Regions from separate parts of the Mus musculus genome. Here region 1 is linked to region 2. The links are chromatin contacts, called in public Hi-C maps. All regions are on one chromosome and are shown on one strand. The core of a region is the stretch at or near the end of the contact, and the rest is flanking DNA. Distances in the headings are between cores, read along the strand shown. Region 1 has its middle 140 kb from the start of 4930448I06Rik. Region 2 has its middle 81 kb from the start of Tmem182.

Region 1 (6,723 bases), core at 527-3,026, 150 kb after region 2:
GCCAGTCTCCATATGGTGCCACACCACCTTATATTTACAGGGGCTGCTTTTCAAAACATTATTCTAAAGCTATATCTGCCCTAAAGTTAATACGTTGCATCCTGCGTTATGGAGCGCTGTTACAATGTTCTGGGCTTCACAATCGCTTGCTGATGGAGCAGAAACACGCCGAATATTAACACTAATTTCTGCTAGTTTTATTGGCAAAAATGTGCTAATCAAGGGAGGGGAGATGTATGTTGAAGGGAGAATGGTTTGCCAGTTGTCTGTTGCCAAATACCGCAAAAAATAAAAGAGGAAACAGAGCAAGGGAGATCATAAATAACCTCCTTGATTGTAAACGCGACTGGGACGCTTCAGAGCGAAGTGCCCACGTTAGAAATGCAGTAGCGCCTAAGCGTCAGGATAGCTTTCTGTATTTGCTTTTAAGAAACGAGAGGAGGGGAGAGAGGAGTCTCGTGGTAGAAAAATCAGACTTGTGGAGCACAAGCCTTGGCTCCAGGTCCCCTTCTTTTAAATGGGAATTGTCTAGTCTGTGATCTTTGGAACCTGAGATATTAGAGAAGATTATTCTCCAAGATAACTAAGTTCGCTTTCCCAAATACCTATGAGTTCACTCCAGATAGATTAGGACACAGTTATCTCCAAACAGGTTTGTTCGATCTGCAGCATCCAAGCAGGCATGGTTTTGATTTGAGAGATGTTTAAACACAACTGGCACTGTATAGAGAGGGTCCTGTGCCTGAAACACGATTTTTCTCTGTCTCTTTCTTTCTTTCTTTCTTTCTTTCTTTCTTTCTTTCTTTCTTTCTTTCTTTCTTTCTTTCTTTCTTCCTTCCTTCCTTCCTTCCTTCCTTCCTTCCTTCCTTCCTTCCTTCCTTCCTTCCTTCCTTCTCTGTTTGTTTGTTTATTTCTTTGCCTCTTTGTTACATTGTTTCTTTGTTTCTTTCTTTGCTTCTTTTTCCCCTCTTTCTTTTAACATCAGAAAAACAAGTGATTTCCTCGTATCTGATTCCTGGTGGGCATTTAAATTTTCATTCTTGCTGTAGAAGCTCTTACAGAATTCATTGGCAAGAATTTCTCCTGCGTGAAGGAGGCTCCTTGGCTTAGTCGCTTGCTCTTCTTTCTCTTGTTAATTCATTATACCCATCCCAGAATCAATTTTTGACTTTGTATTTGTATCTCACCCCCTCCGTTTATTTGTATACTGATTCTTAGGTAACTATTTATAACCCTAGATTCTTTCTTTTTCTCCCCCCCCATCTCCTTTATTATTATTTTTTCTTGGAAATTTTGAAAAAAAAATGGCATAAGTTTTTTTTTTTTCTTTGAAATGTATGAAATGATTCCAAGGGGGTTTCTAAATTGTGAACAACATGCTGGTTATAAATACTACATTGTAGGAAATAGACTTTCCATGACGAGGAAAGGTTTTCCGACACATAGATACCAACGCATAAGCAATTGAACCAGGAAAAAAAAATACCTGGAGGTGTGCCATTTTCCTAAGTCCTCAACCACAGGAGTCTATATCAGCTTTCATAGTCTGTGTTGGGGACAGAGACAAAGGCTGCCAGACCCAGCCCTTCTGATTTCTGGGATACTTCAGCTCTTAAAAGTAAAACTTGGTATTCTGGAATTAACAACATATTCATGAATGAAATGGCTCACGGATTAGAGAATAAAACCAAACAATCCGTTCACAAGCTTCCCAGTTAATACAAGCCTCCAGCCAATCACGCAGTCACTACTCACAATTCCCCTCGCTAATGACTGTGGCTGGGGCGTTCGTTCGCAGAGCTGGGAGGAGAAGGCTGTATCTTTCTCTTTGCATATGCCGAGGAGAGGAGAGGGAACTCGGCCCAGTTTATTAATTCCAAACCGATGCAAAAGATTAAAGCTTTCTGCAGACTGTTAAGCACGGCTAAGCCTCAGTAAATCACTACATTTTTACAGTGCCTTGCTGTTTGCACACACATGCAGAGACTTTCGGTGCCAGAATGACGTTGGTCATCGGCTTAACGTAGGAAAGATGTCCCTTCGCATCACATGAATTCTTGTCCTGTGGAACGACTGGAAAATTTTCCCTTCAGACCAAGTTCCTTCGTGGCAAAGTGCTTGATTGTTAATTTATTTTTAACATGGAAATCAATATTTTGTTCAGTGGTCACTTATAGTTAGATCTTAACCCCATTGTCTTGTTTTTCCCTTCAACATGCTTGCTTTCTTCTTTCAGCCCCCCTACACGCCCCCCCCCCCCAGCCCTGGAACTGATGTTCTAACTTAACCCAATATATGAAACATAGAGCACCTTATGATTAATGGCTAGGACAATTGGCACATAAGATTTTTTTCAAACTAGGAACCACTGAGCTACCTATGCAAGCCAGTTTTGTTCTTCTAAAAAATGAGATGTCTGTGTATAGTTTAAGAATGTTAAAAGGGGGCTGGAGAAATGGCTCAGCAGTTAACAGTGCTTGCTGCCCTTGCAGGGGATGAGTTTCATTCCTAGCACCTAAATGGTATCTTACGACCATGTATGACCCCAGTTACTCTGGGATGTGCTGCCATCTACTAGCCTCCTTGGGCACTGCACACACATAATACACAAACACACATGCACAAAAAGACAGAAGGCAAGTACTCATAAAAGAAAATTAAATACAACTTTTAAATAACAGGGACGCAATATATAAAGCCCCATCATTGCACATTTCTGCTCTGCTGCTCAGAGAAGCATCCAGTGCTGCCTCTGGACTGCCTAAATGATGTGTGGTTCCTAACCCAAGCTTCCTAACCCAGCACAGGTATGGTACTTATCAGCTAACCCTATCACAGACCTTATGAAGATGGTGGCAGCTGACCGGCTTCCTTAAAGAGCCAGCTGGTGGCTGGTTATTAAATCACTGTCCACCCAGCTGACTCACCTTGGGTGTGTTATTTGACCATCAGCAGTGATCTGGTGAGATCAGCCCACCCATTAGGCTGCAATTTCTCATACAAGGTTAACACTGCAGAATGCACGTAAATGCATTGTAAATAGCATCTAAAACAAAACTTGGGTGATTGGAAAGACCCTTCCTCTGTTGGAATATCTCCATCAATGTTCACATTTTACTCATTTATAATAAGGATAATAAAATATTTTCAAACCTTTAAAACTTTAACTAAAAGTTTCAGTGGGACCTGTCATTTAGTTTTGAAATAACCATACAACATCACAGTACTGAGTAAAACTTCTGTTTTACCTGAAATACCAATATTGTGTGTAGTTACCCTAATCATTTCAGTTTCTAGTATAGGAAGCATGCTATATATTTTTAAGTTGGGAACTGAAACATGTTGGTCCAACATATATATAACATAACTGAAAGGAAATATGGTTGCAAATTTTGTTATATTTTTTGATCATTTGTCTTTTGTGAGTTCCTAGCCTTTGATATATATATATATATATATATATATATATATATATATATATATATATATGTATATATATATATATGTATATATATGTGTATATATATATGTATATATATATACACATATATATAATATCTATAAATAATACATAATATTATATATATCAAAGGCTAGGAACAGAGAACAGTGATGTATATGTATGTATATATAATCATATATATCATACATTGTACATACACATGTATATGAAGCCAAATGTCTGCTTTTTTGGATAAAGTGTGTTAATCTGACTGAAATCTGGTGACATGGAAATGCTAGGAACCCTCTGCAGACACTCCGTGGCCACCCAGCAGCCATTTTGATCTCCTCAGTCCAGTCCTGTTGTAGAAATGGAACGTAAGATCTGATAGACACCTAACTGACATCGTTTGCAGTCAAGACCTTCTTGGCTGTGACAGAGAGGGATCCTGAATTCATTCGGTTTCCTTAATCTCTTTCCTATTGGCTGGTGACATAGGACCTTAGGATATATGTGGCCAATATAATTAGTTTGGGCTCAAAAATAATTGGGGGTGAGTTGAACTGTAGAAAAGGCTGGGTCAGTAGACGGGCATGAGGACCAAGCTTTCCTTTCTGAAGGAAACTATCAAACACCTTGCCAAACCCCCTTTCCTGTTTGGTCTCCCAGTTTCTTTTTACCTTTCCTCTGGGTAGGATTTTGAACACTCCACTATCCCTGCTTTGCCATACTATGCCATTCTCTGATGGCATAAAAAGACAGCACAGCTCCTCAGTTCTTACCTTCCCATGGGCTTCTTGTCCTGGTGAGATGTGAGCTCCTGGCTGGCTAGCTCATCTGCCCTGGTTTCTTGTGAAATTGGGAGCCAAATGTAGCCTGTCACTGGAATCATGGCATTGTGCTGTCTGGGACAGGAGGAGGCTGTCCCTCCACAGTTTATGCTGTGTTCCTGCTATGCCATGCTCTCCCCGAAAATTGGCTGCTGGAAAGAACATCACGTTTATAGTCCTATCTTCTATATTAAAATGTGTTATTCTGAATTTTCTGTGAGACTTCCTGAGTTAATCCTAATTTAGTTTATTAGTAGAAAATACTTTTGTCTCTCTCTCTCTCTCTCACTCTCTCTCTCTCTCTCTCTCTCACACACACACACACACACACACAAACCCTCTAGAGAATCACAAGTACATATTACAAAGCTTCTGATGGACAGAAGGGTCCATGTCAAACTTTTGTCAAATTTTATCAACTGAATGTCTTTCTTTTAAGCCCACATGTCTGGATGTTCCCCAAATCTTCATGCCTGCTGGGGTAATCCTGTCCTTTCAATATTAAGTGAGAACGCTCAACACATATCCCATATGTGGTAGAAAGAATGTTTTCCGGGCTAGGGTTGGTTCTGTTACATTTGATCCAGCACCTCGAGGCTGGTGTTTGTCTTTTATCTCTTGATAATCTTTCTGTTCGTCCTGATTGTAGCTCCTTTGTGGAAAATGCTTCTCCTCTTACTTGATTATATTTATCAACACACAAGAGCTATTCGCTCAGTCTCTTAGCTCTCTGCCTCTCTGCCTCTTCCTCTCCTGTCCCCCATTAGAAAGTGTCTTTCAGTGTCAACCAAGCCTTGAACCCCTGGATGAGGCTCAATAGTTCCTTTCTCCCTGGCCTTCCATGGCCTTCAAGGGCCTTTCAATATAAACTTAATATTTATTTATCCCTTATTTGCTTTGCTCATTTGTTTGCTTGTTCGATTGCTTTGTGCATATAAGTAGCTTTTGACTGCATGAAAGTTTATGCATCAAGCATGTCCTTGATATCCAAGGAAGACAGAAGAGAATAGCGGATCTCCTGGTGTGAGCTATTTCATGTGTGCTGGGAATCAAACCTCCGAAAGAGCAGCCAGTGTTCTTTCTTACCTGCTGAGCTGTCTCTCCAGGTCTTTAACATAAAAATTTAAAGTTCCAATCAGGTGGAGAAGAAGGATGCTGGGACATGTGTGTGTGTGTGTGTGTGTGTGTGTGTGTGTGTGTGTGTGTGTGTGAAATGAAGCAAATATGCAAAGTTCCTAACACCAGGTGTAAAAACGGGTGTCTTGCTTTTCTTACTACAAAATCATCATGAAAACTGGTTTGAAAGACTTGGGCTTCAACCCTATTCGAAGCTTTACTTCTTGCCAGAGACTGCTAAGATATTAGCTTTAATACAATGGCGCCCACAGCAGATGCTTAACACAGGGTGGTGGAAAAGACCAAAGGAGATACTGCATTGATTATATAGCTGTGCTATTCTCTGTGAATACTGGGGTGAGAATAGTCTACATTTGTGTCTCTCTCCTCATCCTCCCTTGGCAGGTGCGCATGTGGCAGCAGTCCATCCTTCCTCCGGTGTGTTAGGTTGGGGCGTCTGAAAATGTCGGTAAAAGTGAAAATTTAGGTTCATGCCTTGTGTGATTAAAATGGAGCTGTGCTCAGTGTCAAGAGTTTGGCTCGATTTGATTTCCTCTTTGGATTACAAGTTACCTCTGAGACTTGTGTGTGTAGGAGCTGGTCTGGCAAGTGTTTGTGTCTGACCTGAGCGATCACTTCTTTGGACCTCAAAGGTCTTTGCACAGAAAGAAATGTTCAGGTCTTTACTGATCATTTCTTAAATGCCAAGATTCCGTGGGATATAGCAGCATGCTTTCTTGTTTGGAGGTCAAAATGTGGTCTTCCTTTAGGAATTAGAAACTTTAATGTCCTTCAGTGAACCTAAACTTTCATATTTTATAAAAGTTTATATTTTTTATATTTAGAAAATGAGGTCTAAAGATAAAACTTTTCTTCTAGGAAGGGTTTATTTACCACTGGACATGGAAGTCAGAGCAAGCCTTCAAACATCCCTGTTCTGTTTTGGGTAAGGACATAGGCCCATTTGAAGACGGAGATCAGTCATCTCTACCTCTGGAGGAATGAATGGCCAGATTTCTAGTTGTATTTATACGGACTATTTCAATACAAAATCTTTATATATTTTCAAGGAAAAAACAAAATGTCATTCCTTCTACATAGGGGAAGTGACATTTTTGAAAATCATTGACATTTTTCTACATCCAGGGCTATTTCAAGCAGTGGCATTATTAAATTAATTCAACAGAAATAGAAAAATCGCCCACAGAGTATGCAGCCAAATAAGAAGTCTAAATGTGCAAATAGGATCAACTGCTGAAGAATTCGCTTGTTCGGAATTATGCTTAATTACGTGACAGCGAGCCTCCCTGAGCAAGTCGCTGAGAGTAAGACCAG
Region 2 (6,996 bases), core at 3,826-6,325:
CATCTCCGTACTTTAGCAACCTACTGATGGTTGCTCTGGTACAGCCTTTTCCCTCCTCCTTGGACTTTGTTGACAACGAGCCCCTGAGCTACAGCTCTTGGTATAGAACGCAGAATCTAATAGAGAGATGCTTGGACCAGGAGTTATAGGTGTGTTGGTTGTGAACTTATGATTTCTCCCTGGTGCAGCTCCTAAGACACATCTGCAGGGCCCCCATCTCAAGCTCAGTCTGCTTGTGCACTCCGATATCAGATACTCAGCCACCACCAGCAAATAGGTCCTGGTCACCCATTAAGCCTCAAAACCAGTAGTCATTCCTGTTAGCCAGCGGAATCCAGAGTCGACTCTGATACATAGTTGAGGATCTTCTCTGCTGACAGTGTACTTGTGGTCTACCCAGTACTTGTTATTCAAAGTTCTCTTCTAGTTTCTTAGAAATCAAGCAACTCTCTCAATAGATTGCACTCTTTCCTACATGGAATTTCTTCTTTGTCACTCAATTGTCTTAAAGGTTTCAGATCCCAGCCTCTCCTTTGGCCTTCACTGAGGTCTCCTTCTAAACTGAGGACCAACCGTTCACCAACATTTCCCAAATACTGCCTGATAGTCTGACTTCTTTTACACCTGTACCCAATATTTCTGCCCAGTTGGTTATGAGCCACTTAGAAACAGACACTAAGGTTCGTATTTGTTTTTAATCACCACCCCCCACCCCAGCTTAATTGCTTAGTGCTTGAATGGTCCATGTAGTCTTTCCTTTTGAATGCTTATTGTTTAAGGAGTCCTCTCCTCCCGCACTGGGTCTTACACATACTGATGAAGTGAATGTATGAATCTCAGGCTGGTTTGTATTTCTAAGGAAGGATGCTGGGAAGTGGAATATTAGTTCTTACACACACACACACACACACACACACACACACACACACACACACAAATGCTAAAATGCTTCCAATTATCTTTCCTCCCTCCAGTTCCCAAGCAGTGTGGCCATGCAGTGCTCTCTTTGCACAATGTATGCTTTGTAACTCCTTCTGTCAGGGTGATTAATGGATAGTGGTTGGTGACCAGGAGCCTCCATGGTGACCTAGTGGTCAGCTGAGGCCACCTTGTCTCAGATATTTCTATCCCCACATGAGATTAAAAAAAAAAAGATGGCTTTGCAAAGGAACTAAGGTTGCATTATGGGCATCTTTGCATATGGAGTCCTGGAGGCTGTCAATAGCTAATTGCATCCAGGCGGGAAGCCCAATTTGCCTGCCAATCCCTCATGGCTGGGGATGGGATGGTCACTCCAGGCCAGAGCTTAGGGCCAAATGTGATTTCTTCCTTGATGCTGTCTGCCTTCTGCTTGGGCCTGCTGTAACCTCTCCTGACATCCTGGCCTGAGAATCTCTATGCTGAGTGAGCAGGGGCAACAACAAGAAGCAGTGTCTACCCTCACAGTGACTCATGGGCCGACTCAGGTAAACAGAGCTCATCTTCACCATAACATGCATTCTTTGTGACTCTGTGGTATGTGTTCTGCCTTTCTCCCTACCCCTCAAAGCCCTCAAGCCACTGTTTTATGTCTTCTCTCATCCCTTGGAAAACAGCAATGGCTGGAGCCAAGAGTTGCTAGGAAGCTTATCCATGTATGGGGATAAATGACCTTGATCTGTACCAGGGGAAGCTTCTCTTGCTATCCTGGTACTGTCTTCCCAGACATTGTCCCTGGTCCTTAAGAGTCAGAGCAGAGATGGCGTACTAGAAATGCTGTGATATAGTAGTTGGTTTTGTGCGTCATAAACGAGAGTCAACAGAGAGGAAGGGGTTTCAGCTGAGGAAATGCCTCCATGAGATCCAACTGTAAGGCATTTTCTCAGTTAGTGATCAGTGGGGGAGGGCCCTGGTTGTTGTATGTGGTGCCATCCCTGGGCTGGTGGTCCTGGATTCTGTAAAAAAAAAAAAAAAAAAAAAAAAAAAAAAGCAGGCTGAGCGAGCCAGGGGCACCCACCATGACCTCTCCATCAGCTTCCAGCCCTGCTTGAGTTCCAGTCCTGCCTTCCTCCAGTGATTGACTAAGCCTAATAAATCTTTTCCTCCCCAACTTGCACAAGTTAATACTGGTGAGCCAGTACAGTATACCAGTGCACATGGATGAGAGTGTTATCCACGGATTTTCTCACACCACACCCCCATGTACCCTTAAAGAGTAAAAGAAAGGGTCCTGGATGTATGTCTCTAATCAGTCATTCTGAAGTAATGGAACAAACCATACCTGTCAGGATCCAGCTCACCACTATGTTAGGTTTCAGACCTTTACTTGGTCTCTAACTGTAGGGACACATAGGCGCAGGACAGTGGATAAATGGACAATGAGATGACACAGGAGGGCGCCCCCTAATGGTTGGTCTCAGTCGATGCTCATACCTCTTATTTCTGTTTTGAAGGTGCAGAACTGCACAAATCTTATCCTTATTGGTCTGACTGACTATAGTTTTTAAAACGAGAAATTGAGAAGTGGAATTAATTTCGCTAGTCGACAATTCAGTAATGACTGAGCTGGGATTTGTGCCCAGGTTGTAGAGCAGAGTCCTCCCTCTCCCTCTCCCTCTCCCTCTCCCTCTCCCTCTCCCTCTCCCTCTCCCTCTCCCTCTCCCTCTCCCTCTCCCTCTCCCTCTCCCTCTCCCTCTCCCTCTCCCTCTCCCTCTCCCTCTCCCTCTCCCTCTCCCTCTCCTTCTCCCTCTTCTTGGAGATATATATATATATATATATATATATATATATATATATATATATATATATATCCAATATTCTTCCAGCAGAACCCATGGAGTAATCTTGATTCAGAGACATAAAATGTTCAGTTTATAGGGGTGGCAACAGGGGTAGTACTACCTAGCAGAGACAGCCAGGCCTCAGCCTTGGCAGGAGTCAGCAGGAGGGACCTGGAGAGACCCCAGAAGTTCTCAGCTGTGCCTCTCTCAGGTAAGGAAAGATCAACAAGGACTGGAGACCGACAGTCATTGCACAGCCAACTATATAAGCAAGCCTAGCTCAGTCTCCATCACTGTCGGTCGCGTTCTATTTATACTCTCTAAACATCACGTGTCCTCCACGGGTCTTGCCTCAGCACATGCATCTGTTCCCAGCTGACATCACTCTGCCAATCAGAGTCTGAGTTGGTTGCCAGAAATTGCAGCACACCCCCAGGAATATTTTGGTGTGTCTCTCTCTTTGGAGTCCTGGCAAACGCAGTTCAACTATGCAACGTAAGGTGGACGTGAGTGTCGTTAACAAAGGATCCTTTATCGCATGTCCTTTCACACGCTTACTTTAGCAGAACATCCTTTCATCTGTGTCTGCTTCAGTGAAAAGTTCCTTCAGGAGTCTGCCTTAGCCTTTCTCCTGTGTCCACTTCAGGAAAACACTCCTTCATGTGTTTGCACCAGCAAAACACCACACAACACAACTGACTTTCCAAAGAACCCTTACGTTTCCATTTATTGGGAGTGATTTTTTTTTTTTAAAGGGAAAGAGACTTCTCACTCACATGTCTGTTTTCTATCTTTCTGAAAGAGGGTATTAACCAAAAATAAAATCAGTGTAGGCAGAATGAAGAGTTTTACATTTGCTTGGGAATGGAGTCAAAGTCTGTCCAGCCTTGCAAATGTGTCTTAGGGTTTTACAAAAGGCTGTCTATGCTTATAACTTAAAAACAAAGATATTAGTGAGACCACCACATTTCAGGAAGTGTGTGCAAGTAGATAGGTGACTCAGCCAATCAGAGTTCTCTCTGCTCTGCTCAGCCAATCAGTTCATCTGCCCTGCTCAGGCAATCAGTGTTCTCTCTGCCCTGCTCAACCAACCAGAATGCTCACTGTCCTTGAAGAGTCCTTCTTCCAGTATCCGTGTGAGACATCTCACAACTGCCTGTAACTCCAGCAAGTGTCTGATGTCCCCTTCTGGACTCCCAGGGACCTGCACTTACTCGCACACAACCCCACACTGACATGCATTCACACACATGATTTAATATATATATATATATATATATATATATATATATATTTAAGTAAAGAAAGGATGGGGTACTTTGTAAGGATGGGACAAAGTACCATCTCATTTTCTGTGTAGTTTGGGAGAAATGGCACCTTGTGCAGAGGTGAAGAGAGGCCAGCCACGCTTTGGGGAACCTGTGGTTTGGCCTGTGGGAAGGTCAGTTTGCGTTGGGGAAGAAGAGCATGTGTGTAGCCCAGCTCATCAAACAGATGTTTCTATTAAAAAAAGAGAGATTGCATGCTTTTTTCTCTTGTACATGTGAAGATTAAATATTCGTGTAGCATCTATGTTTGTGTCTATTTGTCTATAACTGTAAATGATTAGACCTGAGAAGGGCCTATTTGGGGCAATGATATAGATTATTGGCAGAAGGGGTAAAATATGATGCATGTAAGATCACACCATAAAAGGAACCCTTTTGCTTTTTACATTTACAATAATATACATACATACATACATACATACATATATATATATATCACATACATATATCTCATATGTATACACATATACATACATGTATATGTGTATATATACACACACAGAACAATGCTACCTGTGTTGATTTTCTTACTGTCCAAGGAAAAGCCCCTAATCAGAGAAGACAAAATAGAATCTTAATATTATTAGGCTTTTAAAGTGGAGTTGTGGATAGCTCTGTTGACTGGATTACTATTCTTCCAAAACCAATTTTCTTTTTTATGACTTGATACTTGATGGACACACAAAGGGCAACACGGTCACCAGCAGCCAATATGGTGCACACATGACTCTGTGTGTGTCGAGATATGAGTGACCCAGAAGATGTCCACTATCCAGGTGGAAATATATTTAGAGAATGTCTGGTTGTTAGAGGATCGGCATCCCAGTCTCTTTTCACCTCTTTACCCCACCCCTTCTAGAATGCTTTAAAGCAGGCCAGGGAGCTGATTCTTAGTCAGGTAACCTCGCAGGTTTCTGCTTTGTACTTGGGAAATCTCTTCCAGGAATGACCACCTGGTGGCGGTGCTGGGCACATCTTCTTCTCTGGAGTCTGTGTTAGGAACGACCTTGCCTTTCTTTCCCATGAAGCGCTCAGCCTGCCAAACTTAGAGGTACCACACATGCAAAAGAACGGGCTTCCAGCCAGCCTGTGGATCGGGCTGCGCAGGGTCCTTCTCCAAGGCTTTGCTCTATTCACGTGGGCATAGAAGATGAACGAGTAGTGTGCGCGGCTCCTAGTTCACTTCCCCTGTGAAATTCGCCTCCCACCTTTCTGACTAATTGGTTTAAAAATACCAGAGAGCTGACTTTCTTGTTATTGTTTTGTTTTGTTTTTATATAAGACTTGGGGTTTTCAGTTTGTATCGAAACGATCACTAAGGTTTCGTTCAGGCAGCAGACAATCGTACAGAACTTCATAAGGACAGCAACACACACATGCTCGTCGCTGCCCTGCTTGTCCCCACTAAACATGAACTATGACCTTGTCTTTTAAAATACTTCTAAGGCACAAAACAGCGTACGTTCTTTATTTGATTTGATTTTTTAAAAAAGTTTTTGTGAATATTAGACGATGCCTGGACCAGTTGGCTTCATGTTCCCAAAATGGCTGTAAAGGAAGGAAAACCTGCTGCAGGTACCTACATTGTACAGGAAGTGCGTACAGATCTGGTGGGGGCTCTGGCACCAAGTCACCAAATCTTACTTAGGTTTATCTGCCAGTAGAAGGCACACAATAAGCACTAGGCCTTGTGTCAAAGACTGAATGACCCGGTCAGGGTTCCTGTCTTTTGGGTGTTAGAATGTGCCAGCAAAAAACTGATCAGGTCAGCTGGGTCCTCCCACCCAGGAACATGTGACTTTCAGATCTTTTTAAAGCCCAGGCTGTAGACTGCACTAGAGGCCAGAGAGACTGCATGGGAAGCACGGAGCACAGCAGAGGTGTTTGTATGCGGTGGGGAGGGGCACTAATCCATAAGCTCCAAACTTGGTATCTTCGATGTATTTGTTAGCTAAATTATGTAAGAACTACTGGCGCACTTGGCCCATATTCTCCCTCTTGTAATTGAAAATTAAACCTTCAGCCCAGGAAAGTAACTGTCATTTGAATGAAGTTCAAACTCCACTTTCAAAGCTCTGAGCCCTCTGGACGACTTCCTAACCGGATGGTGTTGTTCCTTACAGTGTCTTCCCTGACAAGGTCCCTTTGCTGGTGACTTATATTCTTAACAGCTTAGAATATGGTATTTAGATGGTTGAAACTGTGTTTAGTGAACTTACTGACAGTCATCTTTCAGTTCAGAGCCAGGTCAGTGGGAAGATGTAAAACTAATAATTATTAATATAATAATAATAATAATAATAATAATATACTTTTGGTCATCAATATCCACATACTCCTCTATAAAATTTTAGGATGGTAAGCCAGAATAAGTTGTATAAAATCATTCAAAACACCTCCTGAAAGTTAAAAAAAAAAAATCAATCATATGTTTCTCTCTGTCACATTTTGGGTCTGAACTAATTTATTTGATGATACATCAATGATGAGAAGAAAACAGGAATATTTAAGAAATTAATGATATGGTGCCATGGATCTTCTGCCAACCACTTACAAAAAGAAGCCAAAATATTAATGGTATAAAATATGTTTCTATACATTTGGAATCTTAATGAGAGTCTTCTGATGTGTTGCGGGTCGGGTGCCAAATCCGCCTATACTCCAGTAGAGCTCAGGTATGGAGGAGAACCATGTGCAACTCGGATGAAGGTGAACTGAAAAGTTAATATTCATAGGATTTTAGTCAGAGCACATTCGTTAGAGGAAAAGGTAGAGAGAGACCTAAGGGATTATTCAGTTTGTGTTTGGTGAAACACAAAAGACGTCTCATAGTTTGCTGAGGAAAACTGTGGCGCTTCTTTCACTGGGTCCTCTCTCCCTTAATTTAGACTCTTGCTGGGTGATTCTTG

Evidence for each region. A called contact is a pair of places that touch in the nucleus more often than the background predicts.
Region 1: a Hi-C map of forebrain shows a contact between it and region 2, with 2.0 times the contacts expected there. The contact joins two enhancer-like sites. A contact is called at or near these places in 9 of 484 Hi-C or Micro-C datasets (the HPC-7 cell line, cerebral cortex, cortical neurons and 2 more) and 1 of 115 datasets of contacts at active chromatin or transcription factors (astrocytes).

What each region holds. Positions count from the first base shown.
Region 1 is chr1:41,035,340-41,042,062 of GRCm38.p6, forward strand. No RefSeq gene overlaps it. Among named protein-coding and RNA genes, the nearest start is that of 4930448I06Rik, 140 kb to the right of the region's middle. Within about 2 kb of position 1,777, at least 15 of the 459 cell types and tissues checked have an H3K27ac peak or open chromatin away from gene starts, as enhancers often do. A contact at or near this core is called in forebrain, where this site is marked.
Region 2 is chr1:40,882,761-40,889,756 of GRCm38.p6, forward strand. No RefSeq gene overlaps it. Among named protein-coding and RNA genes, the nearest start is that of Tmem182, 81 kb to the left of the region's middle. Within about 2 kb of position 5,076, at least 12 of the 459 cell types and tissues checked have an H3K27ac peak or open chromatin away from gene starts, as enhancers often do. A contact at or near this core is called in forebrain, where this site is marked.